Linked DNA regions of Sus scrofa: region 1 is linked to region 2. A link is a contact called in public targeted proximity ligation data. All regions are on one chromosome and are shown on one strand. The core of a region is the stretch at or near the end of the contact, and the rest is flanking DNA. Distances in the headings are between cores, read along the strand shown.

What was found.
Region 1: a targeted proximity ligation map of skeletal muscle shows a contact between it and region 2, with 3 times the contacts expected there. A contact is called at or near these places in 1 of 47 Hi-C or Micro-C datasets (embryonic fibroblasts) and 1 of 2 datasets of targeted methods (skeletal muscle).

Annotation. Positions count from the first base shown.
Region 1 is chr4:79,741,038-79,747,035 of Sscrofa11.1, forward strand. PRKDC (DNA-dependent protein kinase catalytic subunit) reads left to right here. Exons shown (of 86, transcript XM_021089419.1): 28 at 5,106-5,200. Among named protein-coding and RNA genes, the nearest start is that of PRKDC, 57 kb to the left of the region's middle.
Region 2 is chr4:79,255,526-79,262,143 of Sscrofa11.1, forward strand. No RefSeq gene overlaps it. Among named protein-coding and RNA genes, the nearest start is that of SNAI2, 6.0 kb to the right of the region's middle.

The DNA.
Region 1 (5,998 bases), core at 3,349-5,848, 480 kb after region 2:
TAGAGTGTTCTGCCTTTGTTTTATTCTAGGACTTTTAAAGTTTCTGGTCTTATTATATTTAGGTCTTAAACCCATTTTTTTTTTTTTTTTTTTTTTTTTTTGGCTTCTTAGGGCTGGACCTGTGACATATGGAAATTCCCAGGCTAGGTCAAATGGGAGCTGCAGCTGCTGGCCAGCGCCATGGCCAAAGCAATCTGGGATCTGAGCCACATCTGTGACCTACACTGCAGCTCATGGCAACACTGGATCCTTAACCCACTGAGTGAGGCCAGGGGTTCAACCTGTATCCTCATGGATACCAGTCAGGTTAGTTACTGCTGAGCCACGACAAGAATTCCTTAAATCCATTTTGAGTTTATTTTTGTGTATGGTGTTGGAGAGTATTCTAATTTCGTTCTTTTACATGTAGCTGTTCAGTTTTCCCAGCACCACTTACTGAAGAGATTGTCTTTTCTCCATTGTATATTCTTGACTCCTTTGTCATAAACTAATTGACCATAAATGGGTGGGTTTATTTCAGGGCTCTTTGTCCTGATCTATGTGTCTGTTTTTGTGCCAGTACCATACTGTTTTGATTACTGTACAGTGTAGTCTGAAGTCAGGGAGCGTGATTCCTCCAGCTCTGTTCTTTCAAGATTGTTTTGAATACTTGCAATCTTTTGTATTTCCATACAAGTTTTAAAATTATTTGCTCTAGTTCTGTGAAAAATCCCCTTGCTGTTTTGATAATTTTTCTTTTCTTTTTTGACCTTTTAAAATTGTGAAACATATGTGTACAGAAGAGTGTTAAAACATGCTAAAACTACCACTATTTGCAGGAGACATGACATATATAGAAAACCCTAGAAGACACCACTGATAAAAATTGTTAGAACTGATAAACTCAGTGAAGTTGCAGGATCCAAAATCATTATATGAATCAACACACAAAAGTCTATTACCTTTCTGTGTGTTCACAATGAACTATCAGAAAGTGAAATTAAGAGGACCCTATCATTTACAATTACGTTAAAAAGAATTAAAAAACCTTGGAATAAATTTGACTAAGGAAGTGAAAATCTATGTACTGAAAACTGTAAGACATTGATGACAGAAATTTAAGAAGACACAAATAAACAGATATTTTGTGATCATGGGCTAGAAGAATTAATATTGTTAAAATGTCCATAATACCCAAAGCTATGTACAGATTCAGTGCAATGCCTATCAAAGTTCCAATGGCTTTTTTCACAGAAATAGAACAACAATCCTTAAATCTGTATGGAGCCACAAAGACCCCAAATAGCTAAAGCAGTCCTGAAAAAGAACAGGGCTAGAAGCATCATGCTTCTGATTTCAAACTGCAGTGTGAAGCTATAGTCATCAGAACATATGGTTTTGGTGTAAATACTGTCATAGATTAATGGAACAGAATAGAATGCCCAGAATTGAACCCACACACGTAAATGAATAAATATATAGATAGGCCATTCACAGAAACTAGCTTGAAATGAATTAAAGATTTGAATGTAAGACCTGAAATCATAAAATTCCTAGAAGTAAACATAGGCAGTAAGCTCCCTGGCTGAGGTCTTGGTGATGATCTTTTTCTTTAGGGCCACACGTACCGCATATGGAAGTTCCCAGGCTAGGGGTCAGATTGGAGCTGTGGCTGCTGGCCTTCACCACAGTCACAGCAATGCCAGATCTGCGTTGCATCTGTAACCTATGCTGCAGCTTGTGGAAATGCTGAGTCCTTAGCCCACTGAGCGAGGCCAGGGATCAAACCCGCATCTTCTCCAACAGTATGTCGAGTTCTTAGCCTGGTGAGGCATAATGGGAGTCCCATTGACAGTGATTTTTTGAATTTGGCACCAAAAGCAAAATAATGAGCAAATGAGACAATTCAGACTAAAAAGCTGCACAGCAACAGAAATGATCAACAAAATGAAAAGGCTCAAGTTCCCTTGTGGTGCAACCTGTTAAGGATCTGGTTCTGTCACTGCAGTGGCTTGGGTTGCTGCTGTGGGCAGGTTCACTCCCCGGCCCAGGAACTTTCATGTGCCACAGGCGCGGCCAAGAGAAAAACATGAAAAGGCAGCCTACACAGTAGGAGAATATATTACAAATCATTTATCTGATAAAGGGTTGATATCCAAGATATATCAAGAGCTCAATAGCAAAAAAAAAAAAAAAAATCTGATTAAAAAACCGGCAGAAAATGTGAATAGAGATTTTTGCATAGAAGACATAGAAATGGCCAGTTGTTACGTGAAAAGGTGCTCCACATCCCCGATCATCAGGGAATGCAAATCAAAACCCCAAAGAGTTATCCCCTCACATGTGTCAGAATGGCTGTCATCAAAAAGACAACAAATAAATGTTGGTGAGGATGTAGAGAAGGGGATACACTGTTGGTGGGAATGTAAACTAGTGCAGCCACTGTGGGAAGCAGTGTGGAGGTTCTTGAAACTAAAAATGGAGGTACCATATGACCCAGTAATTCCACTCCTGGGTATTTATTCAAAAAAAGAGAAGCTTTATTTACAATAGCCCAGATATGGAAACAGCCTCCATGCCCATTGACAGATGAATGGGGACACACACTCATATACATGTGGTGAAATATTGCTCAGACATAAAAAGGAGGAAACCTTGCCATTTGTGACAACATGAATGGGGCTGGAGGGCACTCTGCTAAGTGAAGTAAGTCAGAGAAAGACAACTACTGCATGATCTCACTTATGTGTGGAATCTTAAAAAACAAAACAACAAGCTCATAGATAGAACAGAGGTTGCCAGAGGCAGGGGCTGGAGGCTCAGAGAAATGGGTGAAGGGGATCAAAAGGTACAAACTTCCAGTTATAAAGTGAGTCCTGGTGATACAGTGGATAGCACGCTGACTTTGGTTAATAACAGTGTCCTACATGTGAAACTTGCTAAGAGATCTTAAAAGTATCTTGTCCAAGACAAAAATTTTGTTACTGTGTCTTGACTGATGTAACTGGGCTTATGGTGACAAGTCCTTTTGCTGTACATATAATGTACAATTATATACATTGTTGTAATGTTATGTCAGTTACACCTCAATTTGAAAAACTCTAAAGTGTTTATAGTTCGTAGGATAATAACATAATAAAAGAAGTTCCTGCATCCTTACCACCTGGTTTAGAAATAGAGCATTATCAATATTCTGTTCCTGGGTTAATCATTCTCCGGGCTTCAATATTACTTCTAGCCTTGCTTTGCTTTTTGCTTCGTTACCTGTGTATGGTCGCTAAGCGGCACACTCTGGATTTTGGAAAGTAGCTGTTAGGCATAGACATGGCCAGGTAAGGATGGGTCAATGTTTTCACTGTCAGGTTAAGGATCCTGGGAAACTGCTGAACAGAGACTGGCTTCAGCTTCCTCGAGAGGTTCCAGGAGCTCTGTCCAAGGAGTTCGATTGATAAGGTCCTTGTTAGTCCTGGAAAGCCGAGCTCTTCAGAACTGCTGAGGGGGACGCACAGCCGTGAGTGCTGCTGCTGAGCCTGTGCACAACCCTTTAGTTTCCTCAGTCCGCAGGCGCCTGCCTCAGCTGTCGGGTGCGGGTCGAGCACAAGTCACTGGTGGGGTCAGGCGGAATGTGGGCCAGAGGGCAGCTTCTCTGGTGGGGCTGCTTGGGTCCCGCTCCTCTGGGTCTGTCCGCGTGGAAAACCCCGTCAGCAAGACCCTTGCCCGCCCTGTCACCTACCCTTGCTCCTAGGCACTCCTTCCCTGGTCCTGTCAGACCTGGTTTCCTGTCCCCTGTGCCGCCTTTCTCAGGTGCTCTGATTTGCTGGACCATATTCCAAGTGGCCTGGGGAAAAGATGCTGGAGGGAACCATGTCTGAGGGCCCATCCGTTGAATAAAGACACAGCTTCTGATGTTTCCTTCCTGTGTACTCATGAACTGTGCTGGAGAGCTTTCTTTGGACGTGATTTTGTTGTGTCATTTTTCTGCTCACCTCTTTGATTGGCTTCCATATCTAAGATAAAAGCTCTTAGACTCAGCCTGGCTTGCTAGGGCCTCCAATTTCAACCCCAGGCCCTGTAGTCCGACCGTGGAGTGCGCTTCTCCACGGCCTTTCCTGCTCCCGCTGCCTCCATGGCCTGTCCACACACCTTGATTCCTTTATTTTCTTGTCAGATCTGGGGGTGTGATGGGGAGTGTGGCAGACGTATGGTGCTTGTGGAACTCTGGGAGGCTTCTCAGGTCTCCCTCTGGGATTCAGAGTTTTTTTTTGTTTTCTAAATTAGGATAGGAGTTCTCTTGTAGCTCATTGGGTCCAGGATCTGGCTTGTCACTGCAGTGGTGCCGGGTTTGATCCTCGGCCTTGGAACTGCAAGTGTGGCCAAAAAAAAAAAAAAAAAAAAAAAAAAATTAGGATAATATTCCTGCTAAGCCAAACACCAATTTCCAGTCTTACTCTGCGTTGTCCTTGTCCCAGTCTAACACCTGCTGGTTCCTCGCTGTGGTTCCCGTTGTTCCAAGAAAGCGCTCCTTCCCAGAAGTGGGGCAGTGACCCTGTGCTTGGTCACACAACTGGAATGCCTGGCATTTTGTACTTAGTCATTCTCTGTCCTGTGTTACTGAGGAACAGATTTTCCAGGGAGAGGCTGGCCTGTGTCCGTGGCCTGCCCATGACTGGGGTCCCTGTCTGTAGGTGACCCACATGCAGCAGCTACACTTGTAAAAGGCCCAGAGATTATGGGTGGTGGTGAGCTTTTAGATTTTTGGATAGGTGGAGAGCTTTTAAAATGCCTTCATTGGAAAAGACTGTGGATGTGGTACCAGATCTTTTCTGTTATGTGTGATTTTAATGAGGTGTATGGAGCGTGGTCAGAACTGTGGCTTTAGAGTTTGGGTGTGAGCAGACCCACAGGTGGAGGGAGGTGCCTGTGAAAAGAACCTGTGTCTCTTGGGTCTGCTCTTGAGGAAGCTTTCATCTTTGAGAAGTATTTTAGGTTGTTTCATGTTTTAGAACGTTGGAGCCATTTTTGAAGACAAGTTGAGTTAAGGCATGTGTTGTTTAATAGCATTGCTTTTTCTCCTAATTTCTGTTCTGTGTTTTCTCAGCTGAGGCTCAGGACCCTTTATTTTGCAGGGAGGAAGAGGCGCTCGTGGAACAGTTCGTGTTCGAAGCCCTGGTTACGTACGTGGAGAGTCTGGCCTTGGCCCACGCAGACGACAGGTCCTTGGGTATGTCTCATTGGTGCTTTCTGCCTGCCCATAGCCTGGGAGAGCCTGTCTGCTGGGGGCTGGTTATTCCCCCGTGAGCAGCTGTCTGTCTTCTCTTCCACGGCTGACATGTAGGGTAACAGGTGAGGGGAAGATGGGCCCCCACTGTCTCAAACCCAGTTCGTACCCGAGGCATCCAAGTCTCCCCGCTAAGCCTCCCATGGCCCCCTGGTGGCCACTCAGCTTGACCCCTGTTTGGTCAGCAGCCTGTGGGGCCGTTTGATTGTAAAGGTCTAACGAAGCATCCAGTTAACTGTGGTGACACAGTTTGTGAAAACTTAGGATTGCACAAGGTAAAGAAAGCTGGATGCAGTAACCACTGACATAAGTTAAGTGTCTCTGAACTCATAAAGATAGAAGAATGTGATAAAGCTATTTGGACAGTAATTAAGACATAATTTTAAGATTCTGAGTTAGAAACAGGCTAGAGTGGCTAAGAGAGTGATGAATGATGGTCCTCACTTTCTCTCTGGAAGCCCAGGCGCTCTGAGCTGGGGGCCTCTGGATGGGCTGCACGCTGGGGCTCAGGCAGTGCTATGGGCTCTGCTGTGGGCCTCGCCACGGCTGGTGTATGGCTCTCCCTCCCACTCACCCAGACGGGGGCTGAGGGCGTGGGGATGCATCTCATCTTTTAGCAGATGGCTTGAGCTCTGTTACCCTTCATGTTGTTAGCTCTACTAATGAGCAAAAACACTTAGAATTGAGTCCTGCTATCGACAGCTTAAATTTGCTTGTCTCCACATCACATGTGGGTGAGTT
Region 2 (6,618 bases), core at 4,021-6,520:
GGTCGGTTTTCCCCAAGTTAATTTATTGGTTAACGTCATTCCCTTTAAAATCCCAGCCGTGTTTTGGATGGACACAAAAGTTTTTCCTAAATTGATATGGAAAGGCCCTCCAACAGCTCAGTCTTGAAGGACGTGCAAGTGGGTTCTGACTGCTCTTGCATCTTTCATTACAACTGCAGACGTCAAGATGTGTGTCAGTTTCTCGTGTAACCAAAAGAGCCAAAAGAATTAAGAATTTAAAATCCAACATCAAAAATTGGTGGAGGAAGGAGGCAGGAGAGTGACCTGCCCTCCCCACCCCAGCACCCCGTGGTTGGAGGCCTCGCCCGCTGCTACCTGAGGATGAATCCAGGAGTATTTCCAACCTTGTGGAGAGACAGGTCCAGCAACACAGAGAAGTGGTGAATGCGGATGCTTCCAAAGAATGAGGACGGGGAGGCGTCTGGAGGATGGGCTCCCTTTGACTTTAATCCCCGAGACTGCTTGGAAGGTGAAAGCATAAAGGCATGTGCTATTTTAATGAAAAGTCAACATACCGATTTACACACAAAATTCCCTCCAACATCTTGCGTTTACCTTCAAGCACAGACGATCCCATTGAGGGCAGTGGCCCTGACTCAGCCTCTCCTCCTCAGCCTCATTTGCAGCTCTTGGCTCTGTCCCTTCCCCCCAGCACAGGGCCCCCCTGGCTTCCAGATGCTCCACCCACCTATCACCCTGCTGCCTAGAACGTGCCCCCACCCCGCCACCCCGCCACTTACCTGGTGTTGGCTCAGTTCAAATACCTCCCCATCACAGAAGCATCCTGGCTCCTGAGTTCCTGTTTGAGACCCTCCATCCATTCCAACTGCCCTCAGCCTGAGCTCAAGTTTGAGGAGCAAGGAATACCATTCCCCCCTCTAAACCGTAAGCCCCATGACAGCCGGGCTCTGTCTGTTCTATGTGCTGTTTCCGGGCTCCTACTACCAGGTATGTGTTGGACATTTAATCAATAATTGTTGAATAAGTAACGCCCTATATAGTAGTCAAGTTTTCTAAAGTCCCATATACCTCCTGGTGTAAAAGGTACAAATTCCAGGGTATCATCCTTGAAGGTAAGGGTGATGGGGAAATTAAATCTGTCCCCCACCTCACCCTATTTATCCCAGTCATTTTCTCTTCAATATGTTTTAAACCATCATGGTGTAATCGGTCTATTCCAGCAATGCATTCAAAGCTGTAACACCTCATCTTGTATAACTCCAGTCTCAAGAACTAGACTAATACTTATATCATAGACTGACCATCTTATTTGAGACTTTGGCAGGTGTCCCTGTTATGTTTGGAAGACTTAGCTTGACCAGCAATACATCCAAGTCTATGGATGAGTCATGTCGTAACAAGGACCTACTGTACTGTTGCCTTTTGGCTGGGAAGTGACAGCGGTCTCCAGAGCTTACATTGGCTCAGAGCCACTGCCCTCTTGTGCAGTAATAAAAACACCAACCTGAGAACTCCAGCAGAAAGACTGGAGGCAGGACCTTTTTCAGAACAAGCCCGAGCCTTGCTTCTACCCCAACCTGTGCTCAGAGGCTTCCACACAAAACAAGAGGTAAACTAGGGTCACTCTCGAGTCATGGCACCAAGTGTCAACAATCGCATTTCTAAGACAAAACTGCTGTGGCTGGATTTTTTCATGGCCAGCACTGTTCCTTTTAAAAATGCCTTCATAGCAGAAAGTGATGTCACGGGCGGGTGTTGTGCAACCTCTAACAATAACAGCTACTCTTAGTGCCCTCCTCTGCAGGCAGGTCCAGAACACAGCACCCCTGCTCAGGCTGACTGGATTCGAGTCTGTCTACAGGACCTATGGTCTCTTAATTCAGGCAACCCATGTGCAAAATGGCAACTTTATCAGGACTGAGCTAAAGGGATTAGGAGAGGATTCAACAGAATAAAATCCAAGAAATCGCTTTGCTCCGTACTGATCGCACAGCACGGGCTGAATAGAGAAGAGTGCTGTTCATTGCTGCTGTATGTGCTGGGTTTACGTGCTTCAGCTCAAGTCCTTCCAACTCTGCCAGTTAATCATCAATATTCCCACTTTACGAAAAAGTAAATGAGAATTAAATAATTAGCCTGAGGTCACCCAGTTAGTAAGTCACACCAGTTATTATTCAAATCCAGACCGATTGAACTTCAAAGTCTGCAGTCATTATTGAACTCTAAAACTGCATAATTTAATGGGCACTCAGGCTAGGTCATGTTATTCTTTATTATACCCTTAACCAAACACAATTACCCCAGTCTGCATAAGGGCTGTTATTGTCTGATTTCCAAATACCTGGAGGTCAATAAAGGGTTGTTCTGCTAATATCCAGTTTAAAAATTGGTAGACTTAGAACAAGTGCAGTGTGTATGAAGTGTGGGTCTCAAGGTCATCAGCTGTGAAATAATAAATGAGACCTGTCTTAGACAGTGGTGACGAAGCTAAATAAGATTCATAAATACAGCTGGTGTGAGTCTTGCCTAAAGGTAGGCACTCAATAAGTGTTTCTTGAAAAAAAGAATATATGTGTATGTATATATATATGAATGTACTTATATAACCCATACAAAGAAAAAAGGAAGGAAAGGAATGGAGGGAGAGAGGGAAGGAAGGAGGGGAGGGAGGGAGGGAGGGAAGGGAGGGAGGGAGGGAAAGGAAGGAGGGAAGGAGGGAGGGAGGGAAGGGAAGGAGGGAAGGCAGAAAGGGGGGACTCAGGACCCTGGGCTCTGCTCCTCCTGGCAGTCAGCCACGGGGAGGTGCCTGCTGGGGGAGAGCTGGCCCCAGGTGTGCGTTTGCATAAAAGACCAGAAACCTCCAGGGAAGCAAAGGTGTGAATCCAAAGGCAGGGGTTCAGAGCGTGGAGGAAAGGACTTGCAGAGGAAAGGCCTTGAGTGCTGAGCAGGGCATCTGTCAGGTGCTTGTTCCCCACGACCTCATGGCTCAACCCTGGGTCTATCCCCAGTCCTGAGCGCAGAGACGAGTTCAGAACCAGGTGACGGTCACAGCTATAGGGGCCAAAGGCAGTAGAGGTGACAGTCTAATAAGACATGCCTGATTTGGATAGGAGGGGAGCCGAGGGTTCGAGGAGTTTTACAATGGCTTCCACCACCTGCATGGGAACAGCCTCAGTGGCTGCGGGGGGCATGAACCACCACCAAGATAGAGAAGTCACGGGGCACCTGGAGGACTCCAGGCAGGAGTCGGGGTCCCCGAGGGAAGCCCATCTACACTGTGGGTGGGACGAAGCAGGAGAACCACTCTGCAAGGGCTTCTAGTCAAGCCCCTTCTCATTCCCAGGCTGACACAGCTAGGAAAATGTAAGCCCATGCAAACCAAAGGAGCTATAATGACTCATCTCTAATTGTCCTTCCCTGGTCACAAAGTAGGGCTTTCCTCACCAAAATGCACCAGCAATCCTGCTGATGCTCCACCTGGGTGGCTCCTCCATCTGAGCTGCTTATAGTTGTGTCTGGTGAAATATCTTGAAAATGTACAATTTAAGTGTCCTTAGAGGAAAATGATAAAGGTGCTGATGAGCATAACGTTTCTTGCCATTTCCAGATGACTATTTTCAGTTTACTTTGCTATCCATTGATTCGTTGCTTATGGAAATAGCCAACATTTCTATTCCAAGTATTAAAAAAAAAAAAAAAAAAAAAAAAAAGGGCAGCAAAATCCTCAAAGGAAAATACGCAGCATACAGGACCAGCTTCCAGACTGATTCTGTGGTCACCTGGGCAGTATCTCTATGGTACCTGCGACATCCCACGGCTGTGAGAGGCGCTCCTGCCTGGCCACCTGGTCGGCGGGCTCCTCCAAGGAAGGGTTCCGTGCCCTGTGTCCCCACAGCCTCCTCGCGGGCCCCCCCACCCTATAAGCACTGATGCTTAAACCTGGGGCTTCGCCATGTTGATTTTTCACACCACGGGGTCACGTATGGCCTCCCCTGGGGTTCATGGGGGCTCGTCCTCCACCACAGAACTTCTTCAATGGCACGAGTGTCCTTTGATTTATGTCTCGGGAACAATGTGGGGGAGTAGCCCTGCAAACACCCCCCCACACACACACCAGGCAGAGGTGCCTGGCCTTCTCCTGCGTGTAGACTGATAAGTAACCTGGTAAGTCCTCAATATCATCCTTAGAACAAGGGACATCTGTTGAAAAGGAGCCTCAGCAGGCCCGTCGGTACTGGAGGGTCCCCATAGGAGGGGCTCCCGTGCACAGGAGGACAAGCTGGGCTCACGTGGCTGATGGCTGTTTCCATGAAGGCACAGGCTCCAGTCGGTGCTTCACAGCAGGGACTAGAGAAGAAGGAACATGCCACCATCTCTGGGGACACCCTCATCCTCGTGTTTGGTGGCACCAGGAGTGTCTTCTACCCCTAAGACCACCCAAGCTATTTCCAAAGCTCACCCAACAGAGGCTTAGCGCCAAGGGGAGTCGCCTTCCAACCATACAGAGAAAACTGGGTGGACCTGCTGTCCTTCTCATGGGAGTTCTCCCTCCTGAGGGGAACAGCCAGGGTGTGGGGCCTCTGTCATCTTTGGGCACGTTGCTTCTGTACTGATGGGTTTATTTCCCCAGCATAATCCCATTGAAGAATGAAGTCACATCCAGTTTTGAAAACCACATGATGCTCATAGGTTAAGAATTAATGATGGTGACTGTCTTATTTTTGGACAAAGACCAGGGCAGCCTCTGAGCCCAGCACCAAGGGCTCTGGTCCAATGTCCTCCCAGAGGTCACATCCAACACCTGGAGGCAAATGGCATCAACTGTGAATCAAGCAACCATGACCCAGTGTTACTTGGCAAAAGGGACACAGGAGGCAGTGGGGACTACGCGAGCAGGGCCCACCGCGGGAAGGTGGGAAAGCCCTTTTCGACAGGCCACACCCTGGGTTCACAAGCCACTAACTCAGCCCTTAAGGGAAAATTCAGTTACGGAGAGAGGAGGGCTGAGTAGGGTTTGGACTGAAGCAGACTGGGGCCTCGCGCCCCTGTGCCCCTCACTAGCCCTGTGACGGCACCCTGGCGATTCCATTTCCTCACCTGCCCCTGCACGGGGCGGGGGGGCTACTGTTGAGGGAGTGAAGTGACTCGTACCCATGGAGCTCCCAGTGACATGGCCAGACCTTATCGAACGAGGCCTGCCTGTCCCCCACCCCTCACCCCGCTGCATGCTCTCGGGGTCTAGCTTGGGGCACGGGCGGTGGTAGACGCCCTGTTCCCGCCCTTAAAACTCTGCCTCGTGCGCCCATTTGGCCGCAGTAGGAGGCTGTCTTCACAGGGCACAGACGATGAGCACGAGCACCTGATCACGCCTGGCAGCGGACACAGCGTGTTTGCAAATGTCACCTGCGTGTCTGCAAACACAGAGAAGTCACGGTGAGTTAAGAACAGATTCAAACGTCAAGATTTAAATAACGCTCGTAGTTTACAGGATGAAATCAAATCGAGGCCCCAGTTTGCAGACAAAGCGCCCGCCTTCCAGCAGGGGGCGGCCTGGTCCGGAAAAGGGACTGAGGAAGGTCGGGGCACCTCCCCACCGCCACCGCTAGGCGTCCCCCCGCACCCGCTGTACCGCAGCTCCGCCCTCTGCGCGGCCTGCTCAGCCAGTGGCCAACCCCTGACAGACGAACACCAGGACCAGGAGTCTCTTACTTTGGGTGACACAGCAGTAACCGGACAGCCCCAGAGGGGAAGGGGATTCGAAACCGAAACCAGCCCCAAGTGCAAGTGGCTCACACGCAATACACCTCAGTAAAACTGCTCCCACCTTAGCAAGGTTCTGTGCCAAGTGGTGTTACCTGTGCCCAGGTATGGTGCTTACGGACCCAACAGCGCTGGAGCTGGACCCACACGCAAAACCCGCAGCCTGAGCCTGGCCAGAGCAGTCCCGTGACCCCCAGGAAGCAAGAGCACCAGCACACAGCCCAGGACATCCTGACCGCCTTCCTCTGGCAGTTCCTCCACCAAGTCCCTCTCACTTACAGGCACACACACAGGCACACGCACGGGCACACAAGCACGGGCACACAAGCACATATGCAGCTATGCGTACACACAGGCACACAAGCACACATGCAGCGATGTACACACATAGGCACACAGGATTGCACATGCTCCAGCTGAACTCGCTGGGCAGACACATTGCCGTGTGTTGTCACGTCCATGAGTTTCATCCACATCCACTCAGGAAAGGGACCCCCTCTGTGGTGAAGCGGAGTCTGTGTCAGCAGAAGGCTACACTCACTCTGATTACTTCCCCCACTTATACTGACTTGTCCCAAAGACCCTCTAAGGAAAGCAGGGAAGAGTACGGAACCTAATTCTGGTACTCAAGGGAAACAGTTATTTCTCTTCCAGAGGTTAAATGACTTTATCTGAAGCTGAGTTCAATGAGGAATTAGGAATGAAAATGCAACCACAAGGGACCTCACACCTCTCATTCAGACTCAAAGTTACATATAACAGCCGCTGTGTTACGCACTATATGTTACGCAGTATAACGCGCTGTGGATACCCCAGTCAAACCAGCGACATTCCAGTCAAACCAGGGACATTCCAAGACTGCATCTTGGGGGGTGG